Regions from separate parts of the Sus scrofa genome. Here region 1 is linked to region 2. A link is a contact called in public promoter capture Hi-C data. All regions are on one chromosome and are shown on one strand. The core of a region is the stretch at or near the end of the contact, and the rest is flanking DNA. Distances in the headings are between cores, read along the strand shown. Region 1 holds the start of TERF2 (telomeric repeat-binding factor 2). Region 2 overlaps WWP2 (NEDD4-like E3 ubiquitin-protein ligase WWP2).

Evidence for each region. Promoter capture Hi-C pulls out the DNA fragments that hold promoters and counts their contacts.
Region 1: a promoter capture Hi-C map of liver shows a contact between it and region 2, with 11 times the contacts expected there. The contact joins the promoter of TERF2 here to the enhancer-like site in region 2. A contact is called at or near these places in 2 of 5 promoter capture datasets (fetal liver and liver), 14 of 47 Hi-C or Micro-C datasets (adipocytes, blood, embryonic fibroblasts and 9 more) and 1 of 2 datasets of contacts at active chromatin or transcription factors (skeletal muscle).

Annotation. Positions count from the first base shown.
Region 1 is chr6:17,604,304-17,608,503 of Sscrofa11.1, forward strand. It overlaps TERF2 (telomeric repeat-binding factor 2), which reads left to right and starts at 1,445. Exons shown (of 10, transcript XM_003126908.4): 1 at 1,445-1,946; 2 at 2,056-2,151; 3 at 2,819-2,949. The coding sequence starts at 1,568.
Region 2 is chr6:17,066,307-17,070,638 of Sscrofa11.1, forward strand. WWP2 (NEDD4-like E3 ubiquitin-protein ligase WWP2) reads right to left here. Exons shown (of 24, transcript XM_021093861.1): 24 at 2,474-4,285. The coding sequence ends at 4,186. Among named protein-coding and RNA genes, the nearest start is that of MIR140, 9.1 kb to the right of the region's middle. Within about 2 kb of position 3,080, at least 10 of the 83 cell types and tissues checked have an H3K27ac peak or open chromatin away from gene starts, as enhancers often do. A contact at or near this core is called in liver and omental adipose tissue, where this site is marked.

The DNA.
Region 1 (4,200 bases), core at 195-2,694, 540 kb after region 2:
TTGCTGGTGGATGTGAAATTAAGTTTCAGTAAATATAATCTGCTGATGGCAGTTTTTCAACATGTATTAAAAGCCTTACTTATGTGCCTACTCAATTCAATCCAACCTCAAGAAATGTGACATGTCCTGAGCTAGGTTCTGGGATGCAAGGTAAACAAGAAGACAAAGTACGTGGCCCCAGAAGTGCTGAGGAAGGATGAAGGAGGGGCAAAGGAGGGAGCACCAAAGGGATTTAACATAACTCAGAAAGTCAAGAAAGGGTGAAATGTCCTTCAAGTGAGGTTTGAAGGACAGGAAGGGTTTCCTTAGGCTGGAATGGACAACATGAAGCTCTGAGCAAACTGAGTAGTAGATGAAAAGGAAGTGATAAAAGTTGTGCATACACATATGAAAAGTGAGCCCAAAATGAGGTTGGCAAATAGGTAACTTCTTCAGACTTTAAAAGTCATGTTAAGGAGTCTGCACTTTGTTCAATAGTAAAAGGGAAGGTTGATGAGTGAATGTCCTGATCTTTGTTCTACTGTGTAATCTATTTTTTTTTTCTTGGCTATGCTTGCAGTATACGGAACTTCTCTGGCCAAGGGTCAAACCAGTGACCTGAGCCACAAGCAGTAGCAATGCCTGATGCTTAACTCTCTGAGCCACCAGGGAAACTCCTCTGTGTATTCTTCGACTCAGTAGTTCTACTTAAAGGAAATTATTCTAAGGAAATAATTATGAATTTGTGCAATGATATAGTTAAAAGGATCTTTCTAACATTTAGATTGTCTAGAATTACAAAATTTTTAAATAGCCTAAACGCCTTACAGTAGTGGTTTATATAAAGGAGGCTTTCATTTCACCCATATATTGGAATGCTATGTAGCTGCTAAAGATACTGTAGAAAAAGTATTTAGTGACATGTAAAGATGTCCACTAGATGCTGAATGCAAAATAAAGGCTCTATAAAATATATATATAACATAATTCTAGTTTTTTTGTGTGTGTATACAAACACACACACAAGGTATACAAAAGACACTGGAAGGCTATAAACCTAAATGTCAGCTTGTTTTTTCATGTGGGGATAAGGCTGACTTAAATGTTAAGCTTTGCATTATTTCTTCCAATTGTTCTACAACAAAATGTGCTATTTTTCTAATTTTAAAAACGTATATGTCTTACATGTCTAGGGGTTTCGTGGTGCCGGCCATATTCTATTTCTTGACCTCGACTGGGTTAACACTGGCCTTTTACTTTAGTAAAATGTAAACTTGTTTAACAAAGTTTCCTCTCTATGTTACATTTCGCGATTTAAAAAATGTTTAATACACACTTCACGCCTTTGTTTTTCAATATTTTATACATAGCCCCGAGTCTCCAGTACAGTGTTACAAAATAGCGGAGGGAAATTGACATTTGACCACAAACCTAGGTTGGTTTAACCCATCTGGCTGCCGTGAACTTCAAGTCCCAGAATGCACTGCGGCCGACACACCGGGAACTACGGAGTCGGAGAGGGGGCCAGGGAGCCCCCGGTCCTTTCCCTCCCAGAAGCCCGCGGGCGCCTCAGAACGGTGTTCGTATCATGGCCGCGGGAGCCGGGACGGCAGGCCCTGCTTCCGGCCCGGGCGTCGTGCGTGACCCGGCGGCGTCACAGTCGGGGAAGCGTCCCGGCAGAGAGGGCGGGGAGGGCGCGCGGCGATCGGACGCGATGGCGGGAGGAGGCGGGAGCAGCGATAGCAGCGGGCGGGCGGCAGGCAGGCGGACGTCCCGCAGCGGCGGGCGGGCTCGGCGGGGGCGCCACGCGCCGCGGCTGGGGGGCGCCGCGGAGCGGGGCGCGGGGGAGGCGCGGCTGGAGGAGGCAGTCAACCGCTGGGTGCTCAAGTTCTACTTCCACGAGGCGCTGCGGGCCTTTCGGGGTAGCCGGTACGAGGACTTCAGGCAGATCCGGGACATCATGCAGGGTGAGGGCCGAGCCGGGAAAGGGAGGCTGGGGGGCTCCTGGGAAGGAGATCTGCGGGGCCCGAGCGTCGGGGCTGGGGGTCGCCGTGCCAACGATGTCTTCTTTCCTAGCTTTGCTTGTCAGGCCCTTGGGGAAGGAGCATACCGTGTCTCGGCTGCTGCGGGTTATGCAGTGTCTGTCGCGCATTGAAGAAGGGGAGAATTTAGGTATGGCTATTTTTATGTTCTTTTCTGGGCTTATTTAGGGTTATGTTGTTTTCAAACTTACATCCGGGACTGAAAGATTCACGATTAAAGTGGGCTGCTATGTTTCGATACAGTGGTCTTTTTCCTTCTAGGATGAGTTTATTCTCTAGTTCTAGTTTTCTACAGTTGGGATTCTCTTGGCTGCTTTTCTCTGTTTTTTTATTTCCTCCCACCTGTTTCTTGCTCGCCCCAACTTTGTTGCTATCTGAAGTGAGTTATGTGAAGATGACCATTTTTCCTCCATAGTGGTGTGTTTTAAAGAACACTTTTTCTCCCCCGGAATTGAACCTCACAGCTGTTTAGCAAAACGGCCTTCAGTTTCTGGCCATTTGTATCTGAGGAAGATGTGAGTATGCTGAAATTTAGATGCAGATGAATGTGTTAAAAAATAAATTTTTTTACCTGTCTTGAAAATTACTGAAAATCACTTGAAATTCATTAATTTGAATCTGGACCGTTAACATGTTTGTAAGTCTGCAGCCAGTATACCAGCAAATTAAATGCAAATCTTAACTATATTTGCATGTTTCTTTTTGATATATATATATATGTATATATATATATATTTGGACATAATTCTTCTGCTCCTTAGAAAATAGGTTAGTGAAAACTGTGCTCTTTGTCCTAGACTGTTCCTTTGATATGGAGGCTGAGCTCACACCACTGGAATCAGCTATCAATGTGCTGGAGATGATTAAAACGGAATTTACACTGACAGAGGCAGTGGTGGAATCCAGTAGAAAACTGGTCAAGGAGGCTGTAAGGCTCTATTTTAATTTCTTTTTTAACAAAAATCAAAGGTCTTAGAGAATCAGTGCTTATCTTTTCTGTGTGGGGTGGAGGACAAACAGAGATGGACAGAGAGCCACTGTGCACACTCAAACATGTAACACACACAAAGATGTTATCTCATTGGGCAACCCCTTCCTAGCCCAGACTTGGAAAGAACTGTTAATGGCCAGTGCTCAGCTTTTGGGATTTTGGCGGTCTTCCTGGTATCCCTGGCAGGAGGGGCCACAGTATGCAGGAGGTGAGTTGGCATTGAAGACTGACATTTTGGAGGTTGTTGTACCATTCAGGAACATCGTGAAAGGCTAGAAATAACTGGCCTAGGGTTTGGTCACCCTTGTTTATGATAAACTAAGAGAACAGCTTGGAAATAGCTTGGAAAATCTGGGTCTGACTTTGAGCTCTTTCATGCCATTGCAGAAAGAAGCTTAGGGAACTTTCCCTTTGAACAAACAGAATCAGAGGTGCTGGGATAATCAGCCAATTAGAAAAACGGTAATAGTAGAAGGCTGATACAGGCAGTGTTCTTGACAAGAAAAAAGCTAGTAGAGTGTCCAGGAATTTGGAACTGGAACTGTGTCATGGCTCAGGTAGCTTCAAGTAGTGGAACTTATTTTTATTTAAAACATTGAAGTGGCCATGGAAACCAGTCAGAAAAAGCTTTTTCTTTTCCAATAACCAAGGCTGGGGGTGTGGAAGCAGATGCAGAGGTGGGGACTAAAGAACAACAGCTCAGTTCAGCACTGCCTTGGTGGTTAAAGTAAGGAAACTGGTAAGAGAAGATAAGAGCACTTCCTAAAAGGATGGGATCTTGGGAGAGGGGTGTGGATAAAACCTTGCTTAGCAAAGAAAACCTCTCTGTCCTTCAGCTGTGTGCTGCTAAGTACTCAGACATCCTGTTAAAAAAACTGTGTGTGGGATGCAGATATTTTATTAATTCATTAAGGACCTTAAGAAAGAACTACTTTAGGTCTTGCAAAGAATGCTTAGAAAATTCCAAGGCGGAATGACTACAGGAATAGATTTTTAGTATAGGTAAGTCAGGTTTGTGTTGGAGATAAAATGCCAGAGAAGTCATATTAGCAAGGGAGGAGAAATTCATGTGTACTTTAAGAATAGCTAAGGATCTTTTGACTGGGAAGAAATGGTACCAGTCCAAGGTAATTCATGTAACTCCTGTTAAGTAGCTAGCTAATTCAGAAATGCAACTCCTTCAGAATA
Region 2 (4,332 bases), core at 1,830-4,329:
TTTTTTTTTTTTTTTTTTTTTGTCTTTTTGCCTTTTCTAGGGCCGCTCCCACAACATGTGGAGGTTCCCAGGCTAGGGGTCTAATCAGAGCTGCAGCCGCCAACCTACACCACAGCCACAGCAACACTGGATCCTTAACCCACTGAGCAAGGGCAGGGATCGAACCCGCAACCTCATGGCTCCCAGTCGGATTCATTAACCACTGCGCCACAACAGGAACTCCATGCTTTTCAGCTTCCTTAATAAACCTTCAGAAAAAATTCAGGCTGGAGTTCCCTTGTAGTGCAGTAAGTTAAGGATCCAGTGGTCCTGGATCCTTAACTGCAGTGGCTCTGATCACTGCCAGGGCGAAGGTTTGATTCCTGGCCCAGGAACTTCTGCATGCAGCGAAAAAAAAAAAAAAATACAGGCTTCATAATAGTTACACAATAGAATATAAATATTTATTGCTTTTTTTTTTTTTTTTTTTTGGCTTTTTAAGGCCATACTTGCGGCATATAGAAGTTCCCAGGCTAGGGCTCAAATTGGAACTGCAGCTGCCAAGCACAGCCACAGCAACATGGGATCCGAGCTGCATCTGTGACCTACACCATAGCTCATAGCAACGCCGGATCTCCAACCCAGAGTGAGGCCAGGGATCAAACCCGCCTTCTCGTGGATATGAGTCAGAATCGTTTCTGCTTCACCACAATGAGAACTTCGGAATATAAATATTTTAAATAAAAAAAAAAAAACCTACTTTGACCATGCAAAAGTAAAAGGGCAGATGCCCAGAGTTAGGAGATGGAGAAGTGGAAGAAGAGCCGAAAGGAGAGACAGGGAGCTCATAGACTGAGTGACCAGAGTGGGGCAGCAAGGGGTCCTGTCCACTGCAAAGGCTGGTAAGACAAGAATGTTTCTGAAGGGCAACTGGGTAGAATCTATCTGGAAGGATCCAAAAGAAACCAGCGACAATGCCTGCTGGGTAGAATCTATCTGGAAGGATCCAAAAGAAACCAGCGACAATGCCTGCCTCCAGAAGGTGATCAGAATGGCTAAGGAACAAAGGAGGGGGGCTTTCACAGTGGACCCTTTCTAGCCTGGAGTTTGAAACCTTTTTAAAAGTTTTTAAATTAAAAATAGAGGTGCACAGGAGTTCTCCCCGTAGCGCAGTGGTTAACAAATCTGACTAGGAACCATGAGGTTGCGGGTTCAATCCCTGGCCTCACTCAGTGGGTTAAGGATCTGGCGTTGCAGTGAGCTGTGGTGTAGTTTGCAGGCACGGCTCAGATCCCGCATTGCTGTGGCTGTGGTGTAGGCAGGCGGCTGCAGCTCTGATTAGACCCCTAGCCTGGGAACCTCCCTATGCCACGGGTGCGGCCCTAGAAAAGACCAAAAAAGAAAAAAAAAAAAGTGCATAATCAACAGTCCAACTCCAGGACGGGCCCCTCCTGGAAAAGCAGCATCGATGCACAAGACCTGGCCAACAGCATTCACCAGCAAACTGGACACAAATGCAATGCCTGTTCGGACAAAGACGGGTGTGCTACAGAACAGCCATACCGTGGACTATCACGCCCTAAAGAATTCATTGGACCTATGCTGACAATCATGGAAAGGTGTCCCTAATACCTCATTTAATGAGATAAGCTGCTCAACATGTATGTCATTTTTGGTGTATTTTCCAACTATATGTATATATGATTTATACACACAAAATTGTTTGGAAGGACCACCCACTGAACAGCAGTTACTTGTGGGGAGAACAGTTTCACCGAGAGGTGTCTTACTTGAATTGATTATGAGATGTCTGTATAATGTATAGACTTCGGTGGATCATTTCCTCGAAAGTACGGCACTGCCCTGTCAAGTGGAGAAAGGCTTCGGAGTTGGGGGGTAGTGAATTCGGCTCATGAACTCCAGGAAGGAGGTGCTCTGTACATCTCTGCCTCCCCTGGAAAGAAGCCTGATCACAGCAAGGCTTGATCCAGGACAAAGTCATTTCCATGTCGAAAGCACCAAGACCGCACTGATGGGTCCCATCGGAACCCTTCAAGAAAGGGGTCAGCAAGCCCTTGTCTGACCAAGAGCCCAAGACCAGAGAGCCCTCTGCACCATCAGGGAACTCAAGAGATCCCAGGAAATGTTTCTCGAATGAATGATCGCCCAGAACACTGTCCCCAGGAGCTGGTGCCCGAAGCCTGTCTAACCTGTAGCCTCATCTCTTGGCACTCCTGTGCCACAGCACCTGCCCAAAGAGACCCAGGCCAAAAGGGTGCCGCGAACCAAGTGACGGAGGGCTGAAGTCTGGAACCCCTGGACAAGGACACAGCAACCTGTCAGAAGTGCGGCTGTCTTGGTAGATGACGCACACAATTCTCAAAACCAGCAAGGTCATGGAATTTCCACCCAGTCTGGACCTGGAGGGTGTGTGGGGCCCAGAGGCCTTTTGCCTGGAGGACAGAGATTTGGACACATCCACGCCAACACCACCCACAGCTGCTGATTGTTTATTGCACAAGAAACTGGCAATACCGAGGCAAGGGCGGGGAGCGTTACAAAACAATCTGGTGACCACCTCAGAGCTACCAAAGGGCATTCCGTACAGACACCTCAGTTATATACACATATGTACACACACACCCACATGAACACACTCCGCACACCCAGAGCCCGAGGCTTCCAAACCCCGCCTGGCAGCTGGCACCCCAACCCCCAACACGGTGAGATGCTGCAGGGAAGCACGGCAAACGATTCCAGGGAAGGAAAAATGGTTGAGCCGCGATGAACTGAGCCGCTGACATCAGCACGCGCAACAGAGCGGCCAGGGCCCTCCTCCCTGGGCCGGGCCAGGGAAGGACGAGGCCCTGGGACCATGACAGGGTCCTCAGAAGGCCCCTGGACCGGCCCGAGGGCTGCATGGGGGCCCCGCGACAGTCACCACTCCAGCTTCCCAGAGGAGTGTGTTCACCTTGACGATTGCAACACATGGCAGGATGCCCACGGCAGAGGCTGGCGGGAGCTCCAGAAATCAGGCCCGACTGGGCATGGCAGCTCAGGGCCCTTCTGCTGGTTTCCTACAAGCAGCTGTCGCCTCACTTGGAGGCAGAGTAGGCTCACTCCACAGTGGCTGCGTCCCACCTCATTCTCCACCCGGACGCACGGGCTGCCTGGAGGTCCAGGGACTTGAGCCCCATCGCTACATCTAGCGGTGGTGGGGGCGGGGGGGGTTCTTCGCGGAGGGAGAGGGCAAGGTTGGGGTGGCACTCGGGACAACAGCGCCCTTCCCTCTCTGTCAGGGCTCGGGGACAAGGCTGCTGTGAAGCTGAGCTGCCAGGTCAGGCCTGCCTGAGCTCACACAACTGCTGAGCAGGTTCCTAAGTGGAGCCGCTGTTGGGGCAATTCTTGGACAAACAGGGCTGGGGCCGTCGAGGTCCTAGCCATGCCTGGCACGCCAGCTCCTTGATGGAAAGTGACAGCAGCATAGCAACCACGAAACACAAAGCAACCCCACACACAAAATGCTTCAAGTTTATGTCAAAGGGAAAAGAAAGTCTGAGGGCGTTTGCTGTTTCCATCCCACTGACATGACCCTTTATCTGCTGGAAAGAACGAACGGGCCCGCGCCGAGTGCAGGAAGGGGCCTTGCTGCTCGGCCTCGGGAGCTAGAGCCATTGAGGGAGGTGGCCTAGATCCAGAGCTCCTCTCCCTCAGACCTTCCTTTACACAGGTCACTGGAAAGTTCCATATAAAACAGAACCTCTTTTACTGGCGAAGACCTTGGGCTTCCTTAGCCCAGAACACCTACCCCGAGTGGCCGGTCTCCTTCTCACCTAGCCAGCCCGTGAGGCCCAGGGCTTGGGCTCGGGCGCCCTGCCTGGCACCCTCACACACAGCTAGGGCGGGTCTCGGGGAGAAGGAGGGTGAGCTCTGCACAGAGGGGCAGCTCTCCCGACACTGCAGTGGGTGATGGGGCCGAGGGTGACATGGGGGCTTTATTCCAGGCTGCCACCAGTGGGTAGGAGGGAGGGGCAGGCGGGACCTCTTGAAGGCAGGCTCTGCCGCCACCGGCCTGACGACGCTGTGGTCCCACACGGGGCCACCGTCTGCAGGGGCCTCCCGGGGGCTGCGCAGCCAGCAGCCTCTCGGGCAGGGAGGACTCAGGACTGCATATGTGCTGGGGGGCGTGGGAGAGGGCGGCCTCAGCTACTCCTGTCCGAAGCCCTCGGTCTCCTCGATGGCGTACAGCAGCTTCTCTTTCAGCTGTTCGTAGCTCTTGTATGGTGGGAGGTCCAGCCGGTTGAAACTGGTGAGAAAGAATTGGGCAGACAGCACAGGGAGGTCAGAGCTCTC